Linked DNA regions of Mus musculus: region 1 is linked to region 2. A link is a contact called in public promoter capture Hi-C data. All regions are on one chromosome and are shown on one strand. The core of a region is the stretch at or near the end of the contact, and the rest is flanking DNA. Distances in the headings are between cores, read along the strand shown.

Region 1 (5,663 bases), core at 1,032-3,531, 37 kb before region 2:
TTCTTCTTCTTCTTCTTCTTCTTCTTCTTCTTCTTCTTCTTCTTCTTCTTCTTCTTCTTCTTCTTCTTCTTCCTCTCTCCCTCTCCCTCCCCCCTCTCTCCCCCCCCCCCTGTGTTTTTTTGTTTGTTTGTTTGTCTTTTGCTTCCTGCTTCTTGGGCAGAGCAAATACTAGAACCTCTTGCAAGCCCACCGGATCAGATCAGCATGGAAGGCCACTTGTATCTCAGCTCTGCAATGACCAGTCCACCACATCCTGCCTTAGAAGCCACTGTGGCTGCAGCCTGGGGCCTCACTCAGCACCACAGGGTAGTAGTTGTTGATTGCCACCCTATGGTGGACTTTCAGCTTCCCTGAGGGAACAATGGATTACAGCCACCTGCTCAGCTGGTTCATGCACTCCTGCAAGGGACAGGCTTCCTAGGGCACTGGGGCTGTAGATAAGGGACAGCTCACACTTCCCATGTTATTGGGTCATGAGACTTTTCAGCTTTGTTTGGTTTCCACTGTGTAAGTCAAAAAATTTCAGCCCTGCCCAAGAAAAGGGGCCAGCGAGATGGCTCGGTGGGTAAAGTGCTTGCTGCTCAGCCTGCTGACCTGAGTTCAATTCCTGTGACCAACATGGTGGAAAGACATAAGTCCTACAAGTTTGTCCTCTGACCTACACACACACACACACACACACACACACACACAAGTTTAGAAAACAAATCAGTAAAGCTACATATTTACTTTATTTAGTTTTTACTCTTGTTTTGAGGTAGTTTTCTATATAGCTTTGGTTGGCCTGAAACTCATTATGTAGACGAGCTGGCCTCAAACTCACAGAGGACTGCCTGTCTGTGCCATCTGAGTGTCGGGATTACAGGCTTGTGCCACCACATCTGGCTGTTTTTGAGTGTTTGAGATGGTGTCTCGGGTTGTCTGTATTGCTAGGAATGAACTTGAGCTATGGTGTCTCCTGCATCCACCTCCCAAATGCTGAGATTATAGACATCGTTGAAATCTCCGGAGTGTGTTCCTTTCACGGCCCATCTCGCTGCATACTCACAGGAGTTCCGGGGTCCTGTGGTCTCACGTGGCTGATGCATCAGGTGTTCAGGGTAGGATGTGGGAGGAGAAGAGAGAAGATAGAAGATTTCAGGTTTCAAACAAACAGAAAACACAACAAAGGATTAATTAGGCTGTTAAGACAGAATAAGACATTTCATCTCTTATGCTCCACGCCCCCCAGCCCTGAGATAGGCTTTCATTATGTGGCTCTTACTGACCATGAGTTTACAGAGTGTTGGGATTGCGTACCACACATGTGACCATAGGTTTGTTTTATTTTTATTTTTTTAAAAAATTGGTCCTTCCTATGCAGGTGGCCTGGAATTTTTAATCCTCCTGCTTTTGTCCAAGTAATAGAATTACAGGCATGTATAATTGTGCCTAACCTGAGCCAATTTTGTCTTTGCTAAAAAGCACAGGTTCTCAACCTGTGGGTCCTGACCCCTGGGGGGAGGGTGTCACATCTCAGATATCTTGTATATCTGATATTTACATTACAGTTATGAAGTAACAATGAAATGCTTTTGTGGTTGGGGGTCACCACAATATGTGGAACCAACTGTTTTCAGGGTCACAGTGTCAGGAAGGTTGAGAGCCACTGCTACAAAGGATCTCACAAAGCCTACTCTGGATTAGAAGTTACTGTGCAGCCAGGAGGATGGCTTTGAACTTATTCTCCTGCCTCAGCCGCCTGGGTGCTGGGGTCGGATGCAGCACTACATCAGGTTTTATGCGGTGCTGGGAATGGTATCCAGGGCTTTGCACATGCTAGGCAAGTGTTTAACCAACCAAGCCATGATCCCAGCATGCTTTGCTTTATTATTTGAGACAGGTCCTGTTCTGCAGCCCAGGGTGATCCTCCTGCCCCAGTCTCCTGAGTGCTAGCATTGAGTTAACACATCTCCCTAACCCCCTTAAGAGAAAACGCCAAGACCTTGGCCATCTCTTCAGCCCTCTGTGTGCTTTCTTGCTATAAAAGCCACCAGGCTGGGGAGCTGTGGTCATTATTTCTGTCATGTAGAAACCCCAGAAACTCCAAAACTTCCTTCAGAAGAGGTAGGCTCCTCCTCAGATTGGGGAACGAGGCCAGGAAAAGCAGCTGCGTCCCCAAAAGTGAAGAAGTCCTGGAAATTGCCTTTTCCCCTTCTGGGGCCAGAGACTTCCTTCCTTTTCCAAGTTGACATCTCTCCCCTGGCTGGTTGGTACTGGGTGGTGCTGAGGGTGTACTGGGTAAGCACCGGTGGAGGGAGCCTCAGCTAGGATGGTCAGTGAGTGACCAATGAGCACCTCCAGGAGACAAGACAGTCATTTCCTCTCAGTTGCCTGCATCTCTTCTTGAGGGTTTAAAAGGCACAGCCTGGGTGACAGGGACCTTCAGGCATCCGTCGCTGGTTACCACAGAACCCAGGAGGAGCCAGGACATGGTGAGTGGATTCCTCTCCCTGTCTGACTTTCTTTGCCCATTTCTAGCTCCTTTCCCATCCTGAGCTCACACTCTGAGATGGGATGTGGCCAACGGACTAAGGGGATTTATGGGAACCACGGCGGCCTCACCAAGATGTAGGCTCAAGAAGGTTCTTCAGGACAGGAGACCCTGGAGTCAGCTCTCCTCACTGAAGAGTTCTAGAAGTTGGGCATGTTCATTTACACTTGTAATCTGAGCCCTCAAGAGGCCGGGGCAGGATGCTGCAGTCAAGGCTACATAGTGACTTTTAGGCTAGTGTGAGCTACACTATGAGATACTGTGTTCAGAGACAAATGGGCTGGAGGTAGAGATCAGGTGTGAGAGTGCTCTGTGGGAGAGCTGGAAGCCATGGGTCCAATGACCAGCACCTCGTACAGCTGGGTGGGAGTGATTGGAAATTCAATCTTACATAGTAATTTTGAGGTTAACCTGGGCTACACTACATGAGACCCTACTTCAGAAAAGCAAGAACAAAAAAATAATTTTACAAACTAGCCAAGGTGGTGGCTCAAACCTGCTATCCTGGCTCCTAGCAGGAGGTTTGAGATTTGGGGCGAGCCTAGGCAACTTTGTTGAGACTTTGTCTCAAAGACTAAAAGCAAAACAAAACAAAAACTCAAACAGTGTGAATAAAGGAAGGAAGAATGAAACAATTGCAGAAACCTGTTGGGATTGTAGCTCACTGCCTAGCCTGAGTGTGGCCCAGGGTTCCGTCTCCTACGCTGAGTCTAAAACTACCAAGCAGAGACTGGGTGCTGTGACGCACACCTTTTAATCCCGCACTCAGGAGGCAGAATCGGGAGGTTCTCTGTGAGTTCGAGGCCAGCCTGGTAAACATGTAAAGAAGTCTAAGGAAGGTCAATGTTGAGAGTCTTGACAGCCAGTTTGAAAGAACGCCCATTCCCAGAAAAGTTAGAGGAAGCCCAGATGGGAGCACTGATGGCCTGGGTCCTTCTGTGGTTAATGGCCATGACCCTCTAGGCAGGTCCCTCTCCATGCCTGGGACCTGACGTTGAGGCATGGTGCTAGACCAGCGGCGACTTGGCCCCACTGTAACAGAGGATACGGTCTTGCTTCATCCACACAAAAGAGGAAACGGAAAACTTGATGACAGGGAGGGTACACGCTTTCTTCATCCTTCTTCTGTCCCATCCAATCCTGTGTCTGCCCCGAGCAATTGGGGTTTCCAGAACAGGGTGGGTTCTTTTTCCTTTCTACACAACGTTTCTGAAGACGAAGTCACTTTATTGACCACCCGAACTGTAGAGTCCCTGATTTGGGCTGGGGCGTGACTGAGTTTTTTGTTTTTTGTTTGTTTGTTTGTTTGTTTTAAATACTGGAATAGGCTGTCAGTATCTTTTTTTTTTTTTAAGATTTATTTATTATATATAAGTACACTGTAGCTGTCTTCAGACACTCCAGAAGATGGCATCAGATCTTGTTACAGATGGTTGTGAGCTACCATGTGGTTGCTGGGATTTGAACTCCAGACCTTCGGAAGAGCAGTCGGGTGCTCTTACCCACTGAGCCAACTCACCAGCCCTTTTTTTTTTTTTTTTTTTTTTTTTTTTTTTTAAAGATTTACTTATTTTATATATGTGAGTAGTATTGTCTCTTCAGAGACACCAGAAGAGGGCATCAGACCCAATTACAGATGGTTATTAGCCACCATGTGGTTGCTGGGAATTGAACTCGGGACCTTTGGAAGAGCAGTCAGAGCTCTAAACCGCTGAACCATCTCTGCAGCCCGTGACTGGATTCTTAGGCCAGTAGTCTATGGCTAAGCTATGCCCCTCACCCCTCACTGGGGGATTCTAGGCAGGGGCTCTACCACTGAGCCACACTCCCAGCCCCTCACTGGGGGATTCTAGGCAGGGGCTCTACCACTGAGCCACGCCCCCAGCCCCTCACTGGGGGATTCTAGGCAGGGGCTCTACAACATTTCAGTCCTTGATCTTTTAAGACAGGATGTCACTATGTAGCCCAATGGTCTAAATCACATGATTATCCTCAGGCTCCCTGGTGCTGGGATCACAGGCATATACCACCGTGGCTAGCCCCTAAACATAATTTTTCTTTTGAATGAATAATTTTTTTCTTTTGGTTTTTCAAGATAGGATTTCTCTGTGTAGCCTTGGCTGCCCTGGAACTTGCTCTATAAACCAGCCTGGCTTCAAACTCACAGATCCTCCTGCCTCTACCTCCTGAGTGCTGGGATTAAAGGCATGTGCCATCACTGCCTAGCTTTGAATGAATACTTTTTTTTAATATTGTGAATAGGCATTTACTGAGTGCTTATTGTATGCTAGTCCTCTTGCTAAGCACTTTAGATTTACTACATAGCAAACTATCAATAAAGGAGCTGTAGAATATCCATGTATTTCAAGGGCAACACAGCCTTTGAACAGACATATACTATCCCAATGGCATTCCACGCATTAGGCGGTATAACCTTTTAAAGAGAAGGCTCTTGGGATTCGGCCCCACCCCTGCTCTTGCTGATAGGTTTTGGGAGGCTTTCTAACTAACCTAGAGCCCCACTTTTTAAAATCTGTAGAGTGGGTGTGGCCATAGTAGCAGCCCAATGAGGGTTGCATGTGTTAAATGAAGAAAAGAGCAGTTGAAAGCCCCTCACAAGTGGCCCATACCTGTAATCCCAGCACTCAGGAGAAAGAGGCCCTGTCTCAAAAGAAAATACAAAAAGCATGTAAACTTATGGACCAGGCTAATTATTTTATTTTGTTTTTTTAAAAAAGATTTATTTATTTATTTATTACATGTAAGTACACTGTAGCTGTCTTCAGACACTCCAGAAGAGGGAGTCAGATCTCCTTACGAATGGTTGTGAGCCACCATGTGGTTGCTGGGATTTGAACTAAGGACCTTCAGAAGAGCAGTCAGGTGTTCTTACACGCTGAGCCATCGCACCAGCCCCAGGCTAATTATTGTTATTTTGAAATAGGTTCTCATGTAGATAAGGCTGAACCTAGAACTCACTATGTAGCCAAGGATAGCTTTGACTTCCTGTCCTCCTGCTCCACCTCTGGTCTCTCTCTCTCGATATATACACACATATATGTTCATTTTATATATTATATTGTATAATAGTTTATAGTCTTCTTTTTTTCTTTTTTTTTTTTTTTTTTGG
Region 2 (5,200 bases), core at 1,117-3,616:
AGTTCTCTACTGAGTCACTGGAACAAGCCCCACTCAACCAAAATAGGCTGCCTATCACAGTCCCACAGAATTCCAGTGTCCTGGTTTCAGCATCTACTGAAGACCAGCTGAGACAGCCAGTCTTATGGACTGAGTGACTTCTGGGTTCTTGGACTTTCTGTTTATAGCCAGCCATTGTTTAGTGGTTGGACCCTAACCTGTAAGACATTCTAATAATCCCCTTTCTATATATTATAGACAAAGAGATTCAGTCTGTAAATTCCATTATTGTAGAGAACCCTGACTAACACAATTCGCCATTGTTTGTTTTTCATATGGACAGCAGATACTGTCTACAATGCTTCCTCTGCTGAAACTCCTCCATGGCTCCCTTCCACCTCAGCTCCCAAGCCTGAGTCCTAGCCCTGGTGTGTGTCTACGATCCACCCTATTTCTCTGTCTCATTGCCAGGCTGCTTCCTCCCCTCCGTCTTCCGTGTTCCTTGTTTGCCTAGCTTAGATGAGGCCTAGGGACCAATCCTTTGCACCAACTAAAATAGCTGGTGTTGATACAAACGTGGGAGACCAGAACTCAGACGGTGGAGACAGGAGGGCCAGGAGTTCAAGCCCATCCTCAGTTACATAAGAAGGCTAGCCTAGGCTACATGAGGCCCGGTCTCAAAAAAAAAAAGGTGCATAAACTTTCTTTTTACTGCTTGCTGTGAATATAAGTCCCTTGGTAAATCATTGATTTAGATTATATGCTTCCAAATGTCTTTTTTTTCTTTAAATGTTTGTTTGTTTATTATATGTAAGTACACTGTAGCTGTCCTCAGACACTCCAGAAGAGGGCATCAGATCTCATTACGGATGGTTGTGAGCCACCATGTGGTTGCTGGGATTTGAACTCCTGACCTTCGGACGAACAGTCGGGTGCTCTTACCCACTGAGCCATCTCACCAGCCCCCAAATGTCTTCTTTACCCTTAGTATTGTACTACCTGGGGAGGGGTACATTCTTAAGGTCTGGGGTTCTTTCTCTGCACAGAGGAGACTTTGGTGAACAAAACAGAAGAGTTCTCCACTTTTACGGAGCACACATCTTACTGGAGGACACAGAGATAGTCACAAAAGTAAGATTAAATAGGACGGGGTGAAGAACATTCCAGCGCTCAGGAGGCGGTGGTGGAAGGATGAGTAGTTGGAGCCTGGGCAAAGGAGAAAGTTCTTGTCTGAAATACATGAATAAGCAAAGAAATAAAATATTGAGCAATAATGCCCGCTCTGTGGAGGGAGCTGCTTTTAGAAGCAAGGTCAGAGATGACAGCTTCAGTGCACTAATATCTGAATGGGGGGAAAAAGTGAGCTGCACAGAGAAACCAGAAGAGGAAACAGAGAACTCAAAACCTGGCTACAACCCAGCCTGGCCTATATATTTTTATATATGCTTTTCAGCGACTTTTTTTTTTTTTTGCAACAAGTTTTCTTAGGTTATCGATGGGGAAACTGAGGCTCAGTTCCCCAGTGATTGGCACATCGAGGAGTACTGTGTAGTTTTCTCTGGAGTCTTTTCTCACCCATTTAGTCATTAATTTAACATGTGTGGCTCTAGAGAGGGCTTTAAGGGGACACAAGACTGATCAGCACAGAGCTGGTCCCTGGCTTAAGGCTGCTGGGGTTACATCTGATTATTTATTAGTGAGTTATAGTGATAGAGTGACCACATGACTGTCTTATTAATTTAATTAGGTTTTTGAGATGGTCTAGATATGTAGTCCTGGATGACCTGAACTCACTATGTAGTCCAGGCTGGCCTTGAACTTACCGAGATCCACCTCCCTTTGCCTCCCAAGTGCTGGAATTTAAGGCGTGCACTAGTTCGCCCAGTCACGGGACTGTTTTAATAGTGTTTGAGCTCCCTTGCTGACCCTAAACTTTTTGTTTGTTTGTTTGTTTGTTTTTTTGAGAGAGGGTTTCTCTGTGTAGCTCTGGCTGTCCTGGAACTCACTCTGTAGACCAGGCTGGCCTCGAACTCAGAAATCCGCCTGCCTCTGCCTCCCAAGTGCTGGGATTAGAGGCGTGCGTTGTTTTGTTTTTTGGACCCGAAACTTTTGACTTTCTAGTAATTCTGGGTTTACAGGGCTGTGGAGAGGACACGGCTAGGGACTGGCACTTACCTATAACCCCTCCTCTGGCCTCTAGAGGGCGTCAAATCACCCAAAACACTGCCTGAAGCCAGGTGCCCAAGAGCGCTTTGTGCGATGGGCATTGGCCCGCCCGCTACTCCCTATTGGGCTTCATTGTACGGAGAGGCCAGGTCGCGCTTTCGCGATCTGCGCATGCGCAGTCTGGAGAGTGGCGGGAGCGTGCGCAGGCGCAGACCATTTAGGACCGGAAGTTGAGGCGTCCGTGCTATTTCGGAGGTAAGGGGCGGGGCGTGTGTGCGGGGTGTCTGCGTGGCTTTGGTCCCTGGTGCAGGATTTGTGTGGGGCTATAGTTCCGAGCGAGCAGGGGAGTCAAGAGAACCCCAATTTTAATGAAGGAATGTGCCAGGACCCAGAGAGCTCTGGCGGTGCGCGATTCTTAGAAGCTGGAGGACCAAGAGGCCCGGAACTGAAACCACAGAGGGAACAAGTTTCTGAGAAAGGGAGAGAAAAGGGGACCAGGGTGATGGGGTGCCTGCAAGAGAGGCTCACAAGGGCGCCAGGAAGAGATTGGCAAGAAAGCCTGGATGGTGGTGAGACCCACAGTTATGAAAAGATGGAGTTTGAAACAGAACCTTGAAAGTTGGAGGTGATAGTAGAGTCGTGCTGAAAAATGGCGAAAGGAAGAAATGCACCCCAGATTTGCGTTCCTCGCACTGCTTATTTAGCTTAGCAAAATAGAGTGGAAATAGTCTTAATGTTGTGAGAAAGTGAACATATATGTATACATATGTGATTGAGACTACACAGAAATACCGGAGTGGTAGCTGTAAAGAAAGGCACCATTGGTAGATAAAAGTATTGACTGGAGAACTGTAAACAAATAGAGGGCCGGGAGCTAGGTGCTGGATCTGAGCACAGGAGGCTGAAGCAGGAGGATTGTGAGTTAAAGGCCAACCCAGTCTACATAGGATGACTCTTGTCTCCAAAAATAAATAAATTTGAGGAAAAGTTGAAACAAGATGGAGAAAGTGGAGAAATTCAAATGGAGGTCTGAGGAAGAGAGGGAGGGAGGGAGAGAGAGAGAGAGAGAGAGGAGAGAGAGGGGAGAGAGGGAGAAATAGAGAAATAGAAAGAGAGGTATTGGGAAGATGGCCCGGTAAGCCATACTTGGACATAATGGTGCTTACTTGCAGTCCCAGCACTTATGTGGTGGAGACTGGATGGTGAGTGAGTTCAAGGTCATGCTTATCTGTGTGGAGAGTTCAAGGTTAGGCTAAACTACCTGAGACCCCAAACCAAATGAAGGAGTAAAATGCCCGAGGGAACAGACCCATTGGCAGCCATGGGTGCTGATGTTGGGCCTAGTGTGAGTCAGGGTTTTTGTTGCCTAGAAGGAGCTTTCTCCTCCTTACTGTCCCAGTCTTTTTCTGAGGATCACTGGCTCCATCTTCTAGCAGCTTTCCAAGGCCTGGTCCTCATTCCCTTCTAGAATAGAGTTCTCTCAGTCCTGTCATCACCGAGCTTCAGTCTTTACTCAGAAGTGTTGTACTCTGCAGTGTCTGCTATGTTTGTGGGACTCACAAGGTCTTCCTCCCTGGACACTCAAAGGTAGCTCTAACAACTCCCAAGAGGGGACCAAGTCCCTCCCACCCCTGTGACTGCATAAAGCCAACCTCTGGGCTCTTTCATGATGACCCTTGAGAGAATGAAGGCTGAGTTGGGTTTGCTAATGCCATCGAGAGAGAATTCCTGGCCTTTTGTGTTATTTTCCCCCCTGGTTGGATGCTCTGTGCCTTTGCTGTTTTCCATGTGTTGGAATCTCTTCTTGTGGAGAGAAAGCATTAAACCTGAGTAATAGTGGCCGTTTGGCCTCTTTGACAGTGTTTTTGATATTTGATGATACTGCTCCCATTTTATAGATGAAGAAAACCACTTCAGATAAACTTGTTTGCTTGTGGTAACTGATCAGATTCAAACCTGATGACCTGCTTGTCTCCAGGTCCTTTACCAAGGGAGTGTGTGGGCCTCTTAAAATCATAATCAGCCCCCACATATTAAATTTTATTTATTTGTGTGTGTGTGTAAGGCAGGAAAACTTGAGAGAGTCAGCTCTTTCTTCCCATATGGGTTCCAAGACTCAAACTCTGTTTACCAAGCTTGGTGGCAAATGCCCTTAGTCACTGAGCCATCTCATTGTCCTGATAAATCCTTTTAGGAAAGAAGAATGAAGGGCTGGAGAGATGGCTCAGCGGTTAAGAGCATGGGCTACTCTCCCAAAGGATCCAGGTTCAATTCCCAGTACCCACATGGTGGCTCACAACCACTTGTGAGTCTACTTTCAGGGGGATCTGGCGCCTTCTGGATTCCAAGGGCGTCATTGGTACACATACACACACGCAGGCAAAACACATATACAGAATAAGATATAACTTATACAAAAAGGAAGAATGAGGGACTTCCCTCCAGAAAATTGGGCACACAGCTATGTCCTTCATTGTGATTTTTCTTCAGCTGACCGGAGAGATTCTGACTTCAAGCAGAATGGCTCAGTGGTGGACCACTTGTGTATCATGTGTGAGGGGCCGGGCTCTATCTCAACACTGTAGGGCAGTGGAAGGCATTTTCTTACTTAGCCAAGAAGCGGAGTGTTGGCAGGAACTAAGCCTTGCACACTGGTGATATCACCAGGCGTCTCCTACGCCCCCTCACAGTGGTCAGACCACTGTGTCCACAGGCAGGGTTTTGTCGGAGGTACATATCTAGGAAAGACTCATGCCCTAGAGCTACTCTGAATGGGTTCAGGTTTAACCCAACTCGTCTGGTTAGATAAAAACAGAGGGCTTCTCTCTCCTAGCGACCAGGTGCAAATTCCAGAGTAGGGACCTGACTGGGACTTGTGTCCATTCCTCAGACCAAAAGGAATACCATGGCTGGCCAGGCCTTTGTTGTTTGCTTAAACCCTGAGAGCCATGTGTATGTGATGAGCTATTCTCTGAAGGAGGATGGAAACTTGCCAGGTAAAGGATGGCATGTGCCAGGCAGGCAAAACCAATCCCTAACACCACAGATACATTCC

The links. Promoter capture Hi-C pulls out the DNA fragments that hold promoters and counts their contacts.
Region 1: a contact with region 2 is called in a promoter capture Hi-C map of macrophages, with 11 read pairs. The contact joins the promoter of C5ar1 here to the promoter of Dhx34 in region 2. A contact is called at or near these places in 20 of 39 promoter capture datasets (the 3T3-L1 cell line, 3T3-L1-derived adipocytes, the C10 cell line and 12 more), 4 of 15 datasets of contacts at CTCF or cohesin (CD8 T cells, the NIH/3T3 cell line, large pre-B cells and 1 more), 23 of 484 Hi-C or Micro-C datasets (B cells, CD4 single positive thymocytes, CD8 T cells and 17 more), 16 of 115 datasets of contacts at active chromatin or transcription factors (CD8 T cells, the HPC-7 cell line, Th17 cells and 10 more) and 3 of 9 other capture datasets (adipose tissue, liver and pancreatic islet).

The regions. Positions count from the first base shown.
Region 1 is chr7:16,255,956-16,261,618 of GRCm38.p6, reverse strand. It overlaps C5ar1 (complement component 5a receptor 1), which reads left to right and starts at 2,281. Exons shown (of 2, transcript NM_001173550.1): 1 at 2,281-2,474. The coding sequence starts at 2,472.
Region 2 is chr7:16,219,198-16,224,397 of GRCm38.p6, reverse strand. It overlaps Dhx34 (DEAH (Asp-Glu-Ala-His) box polypeptide 34), which reads left to right and starts at 2,366. Exons shown (of 17, transcript NM_027883.3): 1 at 2,366-2,400.